Regions from separate parts of the Sus scrofa genome. Here regions 2 and 3 are each linked to region 1. The links are chromatin contacts, called in public Hi-C and HiChIP or PLAC-seq maps. All regions are on one chromosome and are shown on one strand. Each heading gives the region's core, a stretch centred on a gene start, on an enhancer-like site or on the middle of the called end of the contact. The rest is flanking DNA. Distances are from core to core; before and after follow the strand shown. Region 1 holds the start of CAPNS1 (calpain small subunit 1). Region 2 holds the start of NFKBID (NF-kappa-B inhibitor delta). Region 3 holds the start of SDHAF1 (succinate dehydrogenase assembly factor 1, mitochondrial).

Region 1 (4,844 bases), core at 936-3,435:
TCACCTTCTGTGACCTCAGGTAAGTGACCCTGCCTTCAGAGCTTCCATTTTCTCTCCTGTTAGTTCTTGCCTCACAGACAAGGCTTGTGCATTAGCCCCGGCAAGCCTTCAGGAAGCATTGCTGTGACTGGAGTTTTCTCTGTTGTGATTTTTTTTTTCTTTTTTGGTCTTTTTAGGGCCACACTCACAGCATATGGGGTTCTCAGGCTAGGGGTCAAATTGGAGCTGTCGCTGCCAGCCTACACCCACAGCCACCAGCAACACTGGATCAGAGTCGTGTCTGCAACCCACACCACAGTTCATGGCAACGCCAGATCCTTAACCTACTGAGCAAGACCAGGGATCGAACCAGAGTCTTCATGGATACTAGTCATGAAGTATCCGTTAAACACTGAGCCATGACAGGAACTCCTGTCTGTTGCGATCTTGTTAATATTCATTGTATTACGGAAGAGAGAATGCATTAGGTTAGTGCTTAAGAGTACAGGCTAGGGAATTTACCCAGAGTCAGTTTACTTATTTGTAAAATGGAGATAACATATAGCATCCGTCCCATAGGACTGGTACGAGGACATGTGAGCCGATATATGTAAGGTACTTAGTAGGGTGCTTGGCAGTTAGTTTTTTGCTTTGTTTTGTTTTTGTTTTTTGGCCGTGCTGGCAGCATGTGGAAATTCCAGAGTCAGGGATGGGACCCACACCACAGCAGTGACCCAGGCCGCTGTGATGACAATCTGATGCATACAAAAGAACTCCCCAGTTATTTTTTTTATCAGTATTATCTAAGGATGAACAAGAGATGACCCAGGTGGCCTCCAGGAGGAGGGAACACCACAGGTACAGACACAGAGGCTAACAGCTTCTTCTTCTTCTTCTTTTTTTTTTTTTTTTTTGTCTTTTTAGGGCTGCGCCCATGGCATATGAAAGTTTCCGGGCCTACGCCACGGCCACAGCAACCCCAGATCTGAGCCACATCCATGACCTATGCCACAGCTTGCAGCAACACCAGATCCTTAACCCACTGAGCAAGGCCAGGGATCTAACCCGCATCCTCATGGATGCTAGTTGAGTTCTTAACCCACTGAGCCACAAGAGGAACTCCAACAGCTACTGTTTACTAAACATTTACCACAAAATTCTCGTAGAGGCCTAGAAGTGGGGACATGGAAACCCTTGTTGGCATTTTACAGATTAGAAAATCATTGTTTAAATCACTGTTATGGGACCCCAAATTATTAAGAGGCAAAGTCAGGATTCAAACTCCAGCTGAACCAGCTTCCCAGGAAGAGGCTAAGGGCTGGACAGCCAGCCAGTGTGCCTGAAGGAGCCTTGAAAGAGTACTGGGCGCTCACAGGTTGAAGGTTGCAACTAGAGAGCAAGCAAAAGGGCTCCAAGGGTTGCTTCAGTTGCCATTTTTCCTTTCAGTTGCATTCCCCACCCTGCCCACCACCTGACCTTGGGAACATCAAGCTTCAGAAACCAGGCTGTGGCCCCCAGCCTCTTCCAGTGTCTGGACCCTCTTTAGAGACTGGAAGACTGAGACCAGGTAAAATGATTTTTTTTGGTCCATCCAAGTAAAATGATTCTGGTGACCCTGACCCAGGGGGTAAAGGGGTGCAGGTGGAGGAACAAAGAAGTCCCATTCCTGGGAGTAACTGGGCTGCCATCAGGGCTGTGCCTGCAGGGTCCCCCCACACAGATGAGGGCGCTTGTCCTCAGACTGTGAGCAAAACAAAATCCGGGGTCTCCAGACGCTGTCTGTCGCGACAAGGCTAGGATAGGGTACAAGTGCCAAGAGTCCCAAGAATCCCTATCCGAGCAGACCAAAAACATCTGGAGGCTTGGCTTTGGGACGACAATTCACACTACAACATTTAGGCTTGGCGACTGTTCGGGTCACCTCGGAGTCCTGGTCCCCGAGTGCCTGCATTGGGGACCGAAAGGCGTAGAGAAAGATTTCCAGTCTATGAACTCCGGGCGGCGTCAGAACTGCGGCTCAGGAAACGCACAGCGAATTCTCAGCAGCCGCACCCTGTTACACTGGGCGGGGCCAGCAGGCGCCTGCGCAGTTTTAATACCGGCTCTAGGACCGCGCGGAATCCGTCCGGGCCGCCCTGCATAGCCTAACCCTGCCCGGGCCGCCTGAGTCACCCGCCCCGCCCTGCGGAGCCGGACGCAGCCGGAGGCCCAGGAGCTGCACAGAGAAGCGGACCCGCGGACGCGTGAACGAGGCGGTGAGCGCCCAGTCCGGACTTCCCCCCTGGTCTCCCTAAGCCCGGCCCTGGCGGCCTCCAAAACCATAGAGATCCTACAATTTTGGTCTCAGGAGTCCCCTAGACCCATGTTCAAACCCCTAGATCTGTCTGGCCCCAGTTATCCCGCCCCGGAGACTCTTCCACCCTCCCTCTCAGGTTCTGAAGTAGGAGCATGGATTTGAGAGGTAGCCGGTAAATTCAGCTCTGGGTGCGGCCTCCAGAATCGCGATCCTAGATCCGATCTCAGTTCTAATGGGGACTCCGTTATCTCGGACCCCGGGGCTCACACCCACAGTCTTAGACCCGAACCCACAGACCCAGCAATGACACTGTTATCTCGCTGCTGTTTGTACCTAAACCCGCAAGCTTACATTCTGGCTTCCCTAAATCCTGGCCCTGGGGCCTCCAGGCAGAGAATTTCTGATCCACGCCCTGATCCGCCCCAGACCTCTACATCAGTTTTGGGGCTCTGAATCCCAGATTAGAGCGCCTGCTTGGGGCCCCCATCTCGAGAACCCCACTTGACTTGGCTGGTGTCTGGTGCTTAATGATGCCTATGCGTATACTCAGTCCAGGGTCCTTCGAGCCAGATATGGACTCTTTGGACCGGGAAGAGGTTTCAAACCAGATAATCCGACTTTATGCCACCCATCCGAGACACCCTCCCCCAGAAGCCCAGGCCCTATCCTGAATGAACCCTCGAGCCCCAGTCAGAGGCTTCTTATTACTTCCCCCAGTCCAGCAGCCAGAAATGCGTGTATTTGGGGGGGAAGGGGCGGGCTTAGGGACGGGACAGCAACTTGACTCCTTTTTTCTCCCCCTCAGGAATCTTGAGTCACAGCCATGTTCCTGGTTAACTCGTTCCTGAAGGGTGGCGGCGGCGGCGGCGGGGGAGGCGGGGGCTTGGGCGGGGGCCTAGGGAATGTGCTCGGAGGCCTGATCAGCGGGGCCGGAGGCGGCGGTGGCGGCGGCGGTGGCGGAGGAGGCGGCGGCGGTGGTGGCGGAACTGCCATGCGCATCCTGGGCGGGGTTATTAGCGCCATCAGGTAAGGCGGGGCCTGCAGAGGGGCGGGGCCTGGAGGAGGAGGCTGGTCCCGCAAGAATAGAATGGGGTAACTTAGACCCGGACCCGGAACATTAATTAGGCTGGGGCTGGTCTGGGCCAGCAGACCGGCCTTGAGGAGGCCGACTGTATTGAGTTCAGGGAGCGGGACTTGATATGGGAGTAGTTTTGACTGTGGTGGGAGACACAATTTGATGGGCCAGGTGGGGCTTAATGGCCAGGTGCAGCCTCCTTCCGCTAACCTGGAGACTAACGTTAAGGGGGCGGAGCTACTGAAGCCGGGTGTCACTTCACTGGGGCAAAGCTTACCTAGGGGCGCGGCATAGCCCTCGTAGGTGCGTTCAGGGGTGTGCCCAGAAGAAGGCCAGGCTTAATGGGATAGGGGAAAAGGACTTGAAGGGACAGGGCCTGGCCAGGAACTGGCTGGATTAAAATAGAAAAATGTCCTGAGGGAGGTAGGGCGGGTGGTCGGTAGGGGCCTAGTTAGTTTTGGCCCCTGAATGTGATCCCTTGAAGGAGTGAGAACTCACGGAGCTGGGGTGGGATCTTGGGAGGACGCAAGTGTTCAGAAGCCGTGGAGATGGAGTAGGTTCCTAGACAGGTGAGACCTGAGGAAGGTGGGCCCTGGGAAAGCTGGGGCCGGGCTTCTAGGAAGTATGCCCTCGAAGGGGCTTTGTCTTTTGAGAGATCCGCCACTGTGTAGGGGGCACAACCAGGGCAGCAAGGATAGGGACAGGTGAGGGCAAAGACTGATGAGGCAGGCGGAGGGAGCTGGTAGGTAGGCTGGCAGGCTACGCGGTGGGGCTTGGTGGGCTGGGTCGTGGGGCTGGAGCTGCCAGTTGGAGGCCCCGCCCCCTGGCTCTACACTAACTTCTCCCGTTTCCCTTCAGTGAGGCGGCTGCGCAGTACAACCCCGAGCCCCCGGTAAGCCGCCCTTCGCACTCAAGCCGCCCTTCGCAGTCGGAGACCCCTTCTCATTCGGAGGCCTTTTCCAGCACCCGTCCTTGTCCCTCTGAAAAAAGCCCCACACCTCTCCTTATGAAATTTATCTCATGAAGTCTCCCCCTTGTCATGTCCCCAAACTTAGTGGTATCCGCTCCCTAATCACTGGCCACCTCTCATTCTCTGGTCACTCAACCTCCCAGCCCACTCTGACTTTCCCATTTAGGGCTGTCCTGGCCAGGACACCCCTCTCCCTTCCTGCTCTGAGATCTCCTCCTTCTGCAGCCCCCTCGCACCCATTATTCCAACATTGAGGCCAATGAGAGTGAGGAGGTCCGGCAGTTTCGGAGGCTCTTTGCCCAGCTGGCTGGAGATGTAAGTAACCTGGGGTCCCCAGACCTGTCGGAATCCTCCGGTGCCTTCCCTTGGGCTGCCCTTTACGTGTACAATCCTCAAGTTCCCATCCTCCCTCATGACACGCACAGACCCCTTCCAGTCACCCCGACCCATTCCTAACTTTTCCCCTCAGGACATGGAGGTCAGTGCCACGGAACTCATGAACATTCTCAACAAGGTCGTGACCC
Region 2 (4,844 bases), core at 596-3,095, 200 kb before region 1:
TCCCGGCTCAATGCCGCAGGTGTCGGGCTCCGAGAAGCGATGCGTGGCCAAGCGTGGCACTCGTGGAATCCCCGCACATGGGGAATTCCTGTTAAGCCCGGGGCCTCGGGCCGGGTGGCGACCCGGGAAATCCCGGGCCGGGGGCAGGGTCATGGCCATTGTGAATCCCTGTGGCCTGGCGCTGGGCCTTCCACACCCAGACCTTGGCGGATTTTAAACAACCACGCCCCCAACGACTCAATCCAACCTCTCTTTCTGGAGCATGGAGTTCAGACCCTCACCCCCTCTTCCCAGGACCCAGGGGTCCCGGCTCCCTGCGCTTTCCCCCCGGGACCTAGGATTCCAAATCCCAGTCCTTTACCCCTCGGGACTCAAGGGTCCGAAATCCCAGCCGCTCCGTCATCACAACCCAGGAGTCTGGGCCCTCTGCCCCCTCCAAACGCGGGTTACCCTCGCTCTCAGCTTGATGCTTGACCCTTTACTCTTGATGCTCCAGCTCTGTCTCTCGGAGCCTCAAAAGTGCCCCCCGGCCCCGGCCCCTCTGTTAGGGACCGAGCGTGCTTCCCCCCACCCCCCACACTTTCCATTACCTCGGGGATTCCGTGGCGCGGATTGCGGGCCCCCAGGGCCCCGGCCTCGGCGCTGCGCCAGCCTCGCTGTTTCCCCGCGGAGCCGCCGCTGGGTCCCCGATCTTGCGTCGGGTCCCCCGCGAGTTTTTAAACTGAAGTTCTGGCACCGCCCAGTCCTGGGCAGGGCCCCGCCTACAAGCCTGGGGAGTCCCCGCGCGGCGCTAGCGCAAACCTGGTCTCTGAATGGGCGGGGCTTTGAGGGCCTGACTCCGAAGTCTCCCCGGAAAGAGATTTGGGAGCCCCATCTTTGGTCGGAGGGAGAAGACTCCCGGGCCCTGGGCTGGAGGCACAGGGTGGAGGGGGTGGTGCCCGTATTACTGAGCCCTGAGGGAGCAGGGAGCTGGAGGTTCTGAACTCCCTCATCCGAGGGGAGGAAAGGTCTGGAAGAAAGTGATGTAGGTGGACTCCAGTTTCTCCCTCTTCATTTTTTCAGAGATCAGCTCTCATTTATTCATTCATCTTTGAAAATAATTTTTTACTGCAAGTGGGGTGCTTTGCTGGGTGCGGTGGTATAGGTGTGAGCTAAGCAGGCGGGAATTCCCAGCCCTCAAGCAGCCTGACATTCCAGTGGGAGGCTCATTCTCAGTTCCCATCTCGGTGACCAAGTAAATCACATTTGTCCCCTGCTTTCAAGACTCCGTGTTCTCCTGGTTCTCTTACCTCACTCGCTGCTCCTGTTCTGGCTGTTTCTTCCTCTTCACTCATTCTTGGTGTTGGGGGGAGGTGGTGTGTTGGGTGTTGCTCCTCTATCTGGACTCACTTCCTCGATGATCTCATCCTGCCGCATGGCTCTCAGTACCATCCCTAAGGCACCGACCCCTAAATTTACATCTCCAGACCAGACTTAGCCCATGAACTCAGAGGCAGGCAGCTCTGGTGGTTCAGCTTCTCCACAGGGGGACCTATCAGGCATTTCCAACTCAGTGTGCCCACACCCCAGCCTGTTTCCCCTAAACCTGCTCCTCCTCCTTCTCCATCCCGCCAAAGGATGCTCTGCCTTTTCAGTTGCCCAAGCCAGAAGTTTGGTCATCCTGGACCCCTCTGTCTCTCTCATATGCACTCATATCTACTCCATCAGGAAGTTTTGTTGGCTCTACCTCCGAAATCTTTCCAGAATCTCCTCGGTGCCCACAACCTGGTTTCCCTGTCACCTCCCACCTGGACAATCATAGTAGCCTCCTAGTCTCTCTGACCGCCCCCCAACCCCAGTTGTCCTGTTAGACAGTCACAGGGATCTACCACCTCTCTTCCTCCCACTTACACAGGAAGCAGATTGCCTTGCCACCAGCAGAGTGACATCCGCTATTGCTGCCTCTCTACTCCCCCCACTGTTCCTCAGGACTTCTGTGGACCAGAACCCTTCCCGCCCCCAGCCCACCATGGCCCCTCCAGGCGGCATCCTGTTCCTGCTTTTGCTCCCAGGTGAAGCCAGTGGTCGGGGCGGGGGGGCCGGGCTGTGTGTTAGGCAAGTTTTGTAAAAGGGACAGCTTGGGTGGCATCTGAAGTGAGGGGTGCTAAGGGCAGGTCCTTCTCCCAGCACCCCCCTCCCATGTAGGCTTCTGGGCCTGGTGCTTTGGGGAGGGAAGCTGGGTTTGGAATGGCCACCTGTTCTTCTTCTTCTCACTGCTGAGTTTCCGTCTCTACTTCTGGGTTTCTGTCTCTCTGTGTCTCGGGGGGCTCCCCTCCCGTTTGGCCCCTCTTTCGCATTGCATCTCTCCAGAGTGGACATTACTTCTGAAGACATCACCTTTTCCTTTGGGAACCTCCTCTCCCTGCTGATCTATCTTCCCTATCCTTCCACAGTGGCTGCAGCGCAGGTGACCTCAGGTGAGAAATCAACACCCCTTTCCCTTTGTGGAGCAGCGACTTCAGGTACTGCTTCCCTCCCCCCGCTGCCCCAAAGTGTGGCCTGACATTCCTGGAACACCCCCAGCGGCTCTCCAGGTCACCATCTGACCTCCCATCCCCAAATCGGAGGCTCCAAAGGACCCACAGCCCTCTCTGGAACTCCATCTCACCATTCTCATCACCAAACAGAAGACCCAGGGACCCAGCCACCCCACCCCCCGAGGCCTATCTTCAGGGGTATCCACCATGCCCAGAGCACAGCCCCTGGGGCCTTGGGACACATCAGCCTGTCTCTGGATCTCCCCTCATTCCCCAGGGAATCTGGGCCACCCAACTCCAAAGGGACTTACTTTGCCCCAAGCCCAGCCACGAGTGTCTGGAACCACACCCTCCCCGCCAGCCACCTTCTCATCTCGGCCCCAACCCTTCAGGTTCCTGTTCCGGATGTGGGCCCCTCTCCCTGCCACTCCTAGCAGGCCTCGTGGCCGCTGATGCAGTTGTGTCACTGTTAATCGTGGTGGGGGTATTTGTGTGCGGACGCCCACGCAGCAGGCCCACCCAAGGTGAGGGCAGGGACGGGCTGGGCCTGAAGAGGGTTGGTGTCCCTAGGGAGGGGGGTCCCCAGGGCGGGGGCCCCAGGGCAAGCCCTGGAGGTTCTGGGGAAACCCTGGGGGCGGTGCTTGGGGGAACTCCTGAGGAAACCCCTGAGACAGGGGGTCCCCAAGGAAGTGGAGATGTGGGTGGGAGGTGGGTGGTCAGGCCTCGTGCTCTCTCTCCCCCACCCCCAGAAGACGGCAAAATCTACATCAACATGCCGGGCAGGGGCTGACCCCGCTATAAGCCGTTACCTGCAACCTTTGACTCCTGACCCTCCCATCCCTGATTGTGTGTGGCGGCACAGGAAACTGGCCCCTCTTGGGGATTGGAATAAAGTCTTTGAAATACCTCTAGTTCTAATTCTTCTTCAAAGAACCCAGGCTCCCCACAGCCTCCCTCCCACTGACTTGTTTCTGGGTCCATGGTCCCCCCACCCCCCACCAAAACCCCACATATCCCCATCCCATCAGCCCAGGGATCTGAAATAACTCAACAGTGCTTAGGTCCTCCATGTTTATTTGGGGACAGTCGTGGGGAGAGGTCTGACATGGAGGATACTCTGTGGATCCGTATCCTGGTGGGAGCAGAAAGGGGTGCTGGGCAGGCATCAGGAATGACTGGATCCAGGCATCGGGTTGATGACTGTCCTGATTTGGGCTCATTTGTAATACTGCCTCTGTGTGTTGAGGTCGCTGTAGACATCTGACCTCTGGCCTTGGAGCTCCTAAAGGGATGGACAGGGTAGAGACCCTCTGTGAAAGAGGTTCACCAAACCAGCTTAAAGCCAGTGCCTTGCCATGGCTGTGGCGGAGGCCAGCAGCTGCAGCTCCAGCTAGATCCCTAGACTGGGAACTTCCATATGCTGTGGGCGCGGCCCTAGACAAACAAACAAAAACAAAAACCAACTGTGGTTAAACTTAAAACAACAAGATCTAGCCTTTTCCCAGTGGCCTTCACACTTGCAGCCAAGAGAGAGATCTGGATCTTATTCAAGTGCATTCAGCATTCCCCCTTCTCCTCTGCCTCATCGTTATGGCCCAGCCCAGTGGCCTTTGGGTGCGCCATTCTCTGCCTGGAACACTGGTCCCCTAGAAATTCCCATGGATGGTTCCTTCTCTTTGTTCAAGTCTCGGCTCAAGTCACTTTCCCAGGAGGCATTTCTTAATTCCCCATCTCTACTTTCTTCCTCCCACATCCCACTTACTCTCACATCAACCTGCTTTATTTCCTTCATGCTGCTTCCCCAAATGATCTTCCGTGTTGCTTTGCTTCAAGTCTGTCTCCCCAACTAGGACACAAGCTCTGCTTACAAGCATCTAGCGTAGACAGGTCCTCAGCCAATTCCACCAAAGCGGTGAATAAATTGGAATAATGCTCTGCCTGAAATGTCACCGCCCCCAGTAACTGGAAGGCCCCTTCAGTCTTCCGGTCCTCACAGAGCCGCACTTGAGCTTCTTATACTTTGCAAAGTCTTTTTTAGCCACACATGAGGCAAAGCAAAGTGGGTTGCAGGTGGGGCTTTCACAGAACAAGGTTTACAATGGCAATGGGGTGTCTATCACCCCAAGGCCTCAGAATCCTTGAAATCTTGTACAAACGCCTAGTCTGGGTGTGTATTTTTGTGGAGAGGGTCTATGCGGCTTCCATTAGATTCTCAGAGGAGCTCCTGACCCCCTAAAGTGTTAAGAATGGCACTGACAGGAGTTCCCATCATGGCTCAGCAGAAACGAATCTGATGAGTATCCATGAGGATGTGGGTTCCATCCCTGG
Region 3 (4,844 bases), core at 1,672-4,171, 140 kb before region 1:
TCCATACTTTCTGGATGATGTATGTTGCTGCCACAGCACCTGCCTCACAGCCTGCTTACACTGACTGTGTAAGCAGTCAGGACTCACTGACTGTGAGTCCTGGCTGCTTACACTGTTGCCTGTCAGGTCCTGAAGGATGCCTTACTTCTGTCCTAAGTGTGCAGGACTGTTGGAGATGATCTCAGAGAGACAGCAGTGAAAGATGGCTTGGAGATTTTAATTCTCTGTTCAGGAATTGAAACTGGGCAGCCAGGGTAAAAACCAGGAATCTTAGCCATTAGACTAGCTAGAGGCTAAAAGCAGTACAACACGTGGGAGAGCACAGTGAGAAGTAATTTACTTATCTAAGGCAGAAGCAAAGCAGTAATACACACCAAAAGCAGGAGTGCAGGTGCCGGCATCCTCCAGAATGAAGAGTGTGCCGGCGAGGTGATTTAAACCACATATATAGACAGTTCTTCTGAGTCTTTGTTTTCCTTTGGCCAATTATCTTGTTTTATTTCTCACACCTGACCAGACCCAGGGCCCGCCCCCATATGCGTGTGCATCTCTTGGCCAAGATGGATTCCAGAGCAAAGGATTGTGGGATGATTATCAGGACTTATTAGGTCCTGGAACCCCCCTCCCTTTTTGACTCCTAGGAGTGCATCTGTGCATCTGTGACTCCTAGGCAAGAAGGTCTCCTTGACCTTGGGTGAGACTGATGGGATCATCTTCTCTTTTTACTCCAGCAGAGCTCAGCTCCTGCCATTAGCTTTTCCCTGACGTGTCAAAGACAAGCAAGGCCCAATTTACTCAGCCTAACAAGTCCCAGCTGTTCTCAGCCCAGGGGGTCATCTACCTCCTGCCTCAGAGATACAGTGAAGCTGGGAAAAGCTTACATTTTGGGCCAGCAGGAGACGGACTCGGGAGGACCAAGGGAGTTCAGGCCTGGGTGGACGGGGTCAGGTGAAGAGGGTGGGAGAAGAGTTAGGACGAGGTTTAAAGAAGCAGCCAAACCTGGAGGGACAGCATCTTGACAAGGTCTTTCTGTCTTTTGTTCCTTGGTCTCCCTTTTGTCTCCCAGCCTATCCTGCAGCTTGCCAGGAGGCTAGGCTCCCTGGAGGGGTCCCAAGCTTTGCTGTGAGTTCTCTGGGGTGCATCCAGGGTGGGTTGTGGGCTGATGAAGAACCCCTCTCCTGATGGGGATTGGAGAAGACCTGACGTAGATGGAATTGGCTGGGAGAGTGTGTCGGAGGGACATCCAAGGGACAGGGAACTGGAATTGCAAAGGTGGTGAGGTTGGGAAACATCAATGGAAAGCGAGCCTGACGAGGGGCAGGAGGCCATGGGCTTGGAAAGGGAAACCGGAGTCCTGAGCCATCCACCTGCAGCCCTGACTTGCCTACCCGAAACCACTATAGCATCTGTGCATGGACCAATCATGGGGGCTGTGTCCTGCCTCTCAGCCTTGCCCTCTTTTCCACCTGATGCCATGAGGGCTGGGAGGGTGACCCTGTGTGTCCCAGGACCACTGTGGCTGCTGCCACAACGGATGTTACATCCCTGTAAGAGAGGTCTCTAGCCCTGGGTGGGAGGGCACAGAGTCTCCCCTACCTCCCTGAAGCACAAATCCAGCAGGGAGAGATGCCAGGGTGGAGGAAGCGTGGCTCCTCAAGGAACTTGGAAGCAGGAGAGCAGCAGGAGAATTGGGATCTGAGCAAGCAAAATGGACAGTAGTCATAAGGAAGGGGAAAACAAACCTGAAATCCTGTGATGAGAAACAGCATCACCTCAGAGTTCTCATGGTGGCGCAGCAGAAACTAATCTGCGTAGGAAGCATGAGGTTGTGGGTTTGATCCCTGGCCTCACTCAGTGGGTTACGTATTGGGTGTAGCTGTGAGCTGTGGTATAGGTCACAGATGTGGCTCGGATCTGGTGTTGCTGTGGCGTAGACCGGTGGCTACAGCTCCGATTTGACCCCTAGCCTGGGAACCTCCATATGCCACGGGTGCAGTCCTAAAAAGACAAAAAAAAAAAAAAAAAATTGAAATGTTTAATAAACTATTTTAAATATTCACTGTTTTCAAATAAACATATTACATAAAACAAATTAGGTGACAGCATATTAAAATATCAATTGCATCATATTGCATATTTTATTAACAATACTGTCATACATAATCTTATAAATGAAATATTAAAGCGCTTGGAACAGTGCCTGGCCTTGAATATGTGCTCGGTAAACAGATATTAGATTATGAAGACACAGGTGAGAGAGATGTGATAGGTTCCAGAGGCTTTTTTTTTTTTTTTCTCTAAAGCTCTCCTAAGAAAGTGTTTATTATGGAAAATTCCAAGCATCACAAAAGGAGAGACTAGTGTTATGAAACGCCATTACAGTTACAAATATTTTGCCATGCTTGCTTTCATCGTCTCCTCCCACTCTTTTTGTTTGTGCTGGAGGATTTTAAAAGCAAATCCCAGCCTTATTCCTTTAGCAAAGACCTGGGTATGTATTTCTGATAGTGACACCAGAGGGATTCACAGTGGGTTTCAGATCTTCCCTTGTGCTACTCCTGGACTCCGGCCCTCATTCCCGCCCCCGACCCGCCTCCCTTCTGGCGGAACCCACGCCTCGTGCTGTGCAGTTCGAGTAGCTGGTGTGCAGGAGGTGGTCGCACGCTGGGCATAGGGCTCTGGTTATTGTCCAGTAGTCCTCCACGCTCAGGGTGCTGGTAGGGCCCTAGGGGGCCGTGGCCTTGCAGGCCTCCCAGAGCTACCAGGACGCCTCCAAGTAGCCTGTGGGGCGTACAACGGAATTTCGGGCAGCCTATTCGACGGGTTTCAGGCAGGCTGGACTCCGGGCTATAATAGCTGGGGAGGTCCCTCCCTCTCCTACCCCGGGAACCGACTCGCATCGGCAGAGGGCGCTAGCAGCCCAACTCCCAGCCCCACCTTTGGAGGCTTGCAACCTATATCATCTCCCTATGCTCGTCTTCCCACAGCACCGGGAGGCTTGTCCCGCCAGCTGTGACCCAACACTTCATCGCGTGACCCCGAGCCTCTCGCGTTCCTAGGGTTGGGGTCCTCGACGTACACCCGCTTTGGGGGTGGGAACGCCCGGAACTTCCCGAGATTGCTTTAATAAATGAGGACTAAACCATGCCTGTGCCTGTCTTCTCTCTCCCAGTGCCCCTTCGCGCCCTGGGGGGACACACGAGTCCCGACCTCCAGATCTCTCCTCTCGCAGGACCCAAGAGTAAGTCAGGATCCCCTGCTCCCTTCTGACCCCAAACCTAAGAGTCTGAGCGCCTACTGCGCTCCTGCTCCGGGCCCTCAGAACTACCGTCCCTTCAAGGACATGATTCTCCCTTGGGGTCAGCAGCTCCGCCCCTTACTCACAGCATTGTGACCTAACAGCTGCGACAGCCAATGGGGCGCGACGGCGCCGTAAAGCAGGAGGCGGGCGCCGGAAGTGCTCTTTGCCGAGCTCTGCCGCGTCTCCCGAGTGCGCTGAGGCGCCGCTTGGTGGGGTTTCGCGGCGTGCGCCCTGGACCCAGCTGCTACCATGAGCCGACATAGCCGGCTCCAGAGGCAAGTTCTGAGCCTGTACCGCGAACTGCTGCGCGCCGGGCGTGGGAAGCCAGGGGCCGAGGCGCGCGTGCGGGCCGAGTTCCGGCAGCACGCCTGCCTGCCACGCTCTGACGTACTGCGTATCGAGTACCTTTACCGCCGCGGGCGGCGGCAGCTCCAGCTGCTGCGCTCAGGCCACGCCACGGCCATGGGCGCCTTCGTGCGTACGCGTGACCCGACCGAGGAGTCCTGCGGCGCCGAGGCCCCAGGGACCCCGCCTGGTGAAGGTCCGAAGAGACCGCTGGACAGCATGGGGGCACCGGGTACCCCGTCCAGTGAACGGTGACCGGCTAAAGGGCTCGCTCGATGGCTCAGGGGAACTGGGGGGCCCGCCTGACTGCCTGGGAGGCCCAGGAAACACGCTTGATGGAAAGTGAAAGGGCTTGAGAGACTGGATCGACAAATTGGGGGAGTTGCAGAGCCCTCCTGGCAACGGGTCAGATGGCGAGAGATGCCTGACCTTGCCTGCTCACGGCTCGGGGCGGCCTGGGTCGCCCGCTGACTGGACTGTCAGGCTGAGAGCTATTTATCCCAAGGCCTGGGGAGCCGGGACTCCCCGCTGTTGGACGGAAAAAGACCGAGACGCCTTCTCTTGACGCCTGAGAACGTATCACTCCTGGTTCCTCAAGGAGACTCTCCTGGATTTAACTCTTAGAAGAGCAGACTTTTTGCTGAGGAGTTTGGGAAGATGTCCTGGTGGACGGTGAAAAGCCTGGAATCCTCCTTAAGAAAAATCTTTCCCCCGTTGTTACAGACTGGGACCAGTGAGGAAGGGGCTAGGGGTCTTTCACCCCAGTTAATCAACTAAAGACCCCCGTCGAGACCTCTACGTCATGGTTCTGAGGGGACCCCCAACTCTTGCTCCTTTCCTTGCTCAGGGCCACTGGACAAAGGGAATAAAATGGGGGATGTGCTTACTTCCCTGTTGATGATCTTAAAGATTTGATGTGTTTGGGTTTTTGAAGAGGTCCCCCCTACACACACCAAGCCCTGACCTATGGGGAGAGGATGTGTGTGGGGAGCTGTTTCTTCTCTAAGCTCTCTGGAGTGGTAGATTGGTTGGAGTAGCATAGTTCTCACCCCTGGGCAGATCCATGGAGCAGACCCACCCTGGTTTGACCACAGAGAAGCCCCACTTGACTTCTTCATGGAAAGCAGTGAGGTGGGAGAGGAGATGATGGAGCAGAGGAGACGAGGCTGGTAATCCCTGAGGCAGTAGTGGGGCCCTT

Evidence for each region. Hi-C and Micro-C count contacts between places; a contact is called where the count stands out from the background. HiChIP or PLAC-seq counts read pairs in DNA pulled down with a chosen protein or histone mark.
Region 2: a Hi-C map of liver shows a contact between it and region 1, with 3 times the contacts expected there. The contact joins the promoter of NFKBID here to the promoter of CAPNS1 in region 1. A contact is called at or near these places in 1 of 47 Hi-C or Micro-C datasets (liver) and 1 of 2 datasets of contacts at active chromatin or transcription factors (alveolar macrophages).
Region 3: an H3K27ac HiChIP or PLAC-seq map of alveolar macrophages shows a contact between it and region 1. The contact joins the promoter of SDHAF1 here to the promoter of CAPNS1 in region 1. A contact is called at or near these places in 3 of 47 Hi-C or Micro-C datasets (fetal heart ventricle, heart right ventricle and mesenteric adipose tissue) and 2 of 2 datasets of contacts at active chromatin or transcription factors (alveolar macrophages and skeletal muscle).

The regions. Positions count from the first base shown.
Region 1 is chr6:45,509,225-45,514,068 of Sscrofa11.1, forward strand. CAPNS1 (calpain small subunit 1) reads left to right here and starts at 2,186. Exons shown (of 11, transcript NM_214318.2): 1 at 2,186-2,234; 2 at 3,081-3,301; 3 at 4,209-4,242; 4 at 4,546-4,635; 5 at 4,790-4,844. The coding sequence starts at 3,099.
Region 2 is chr6:45,305,626-45,310,469 of Sscrofa11.1, forward strand. NFKBID (NF-kappa-B inhibitor delta) reads right to left here and starts at 1,846. Exons shown (of 12, transcript XM_021097180.1): 1 at 1,290-1,846. HCST (hematopoietic cell signal transducer) reads left to right here and starts at 1,911. Exons shown (of 4, transcript NM_214142.1): 1 at 1,911-2,051; 2 at 2,433-2,456; 3 at 2,909-3,040; 4 at 3,266-3,423. The coding sequence starts at 2,009. The coding sequence ends at 3,306. TYROBP (TYRO protein tyrosine kinase binding protein) reads right to left here. Exons shown (of 5, transcript NM_214202.1): 5 at 3,574-3,798. The coding sequence ends at 3,733.
Region 3 is chr6:45,371,793-45,376,636 of Sscrofa11.1, forward strand. It overlaps SDHAF1 (succinate dehydrogenase assembly factor 1, mitochondrial), which reads left to right and starts at 2,922. Exons shown (of 1, transcript XM_013998366.2): 1 at 2,922-4,554. The coding sequence starts at 3,551. The coding sequence ends at 3,901.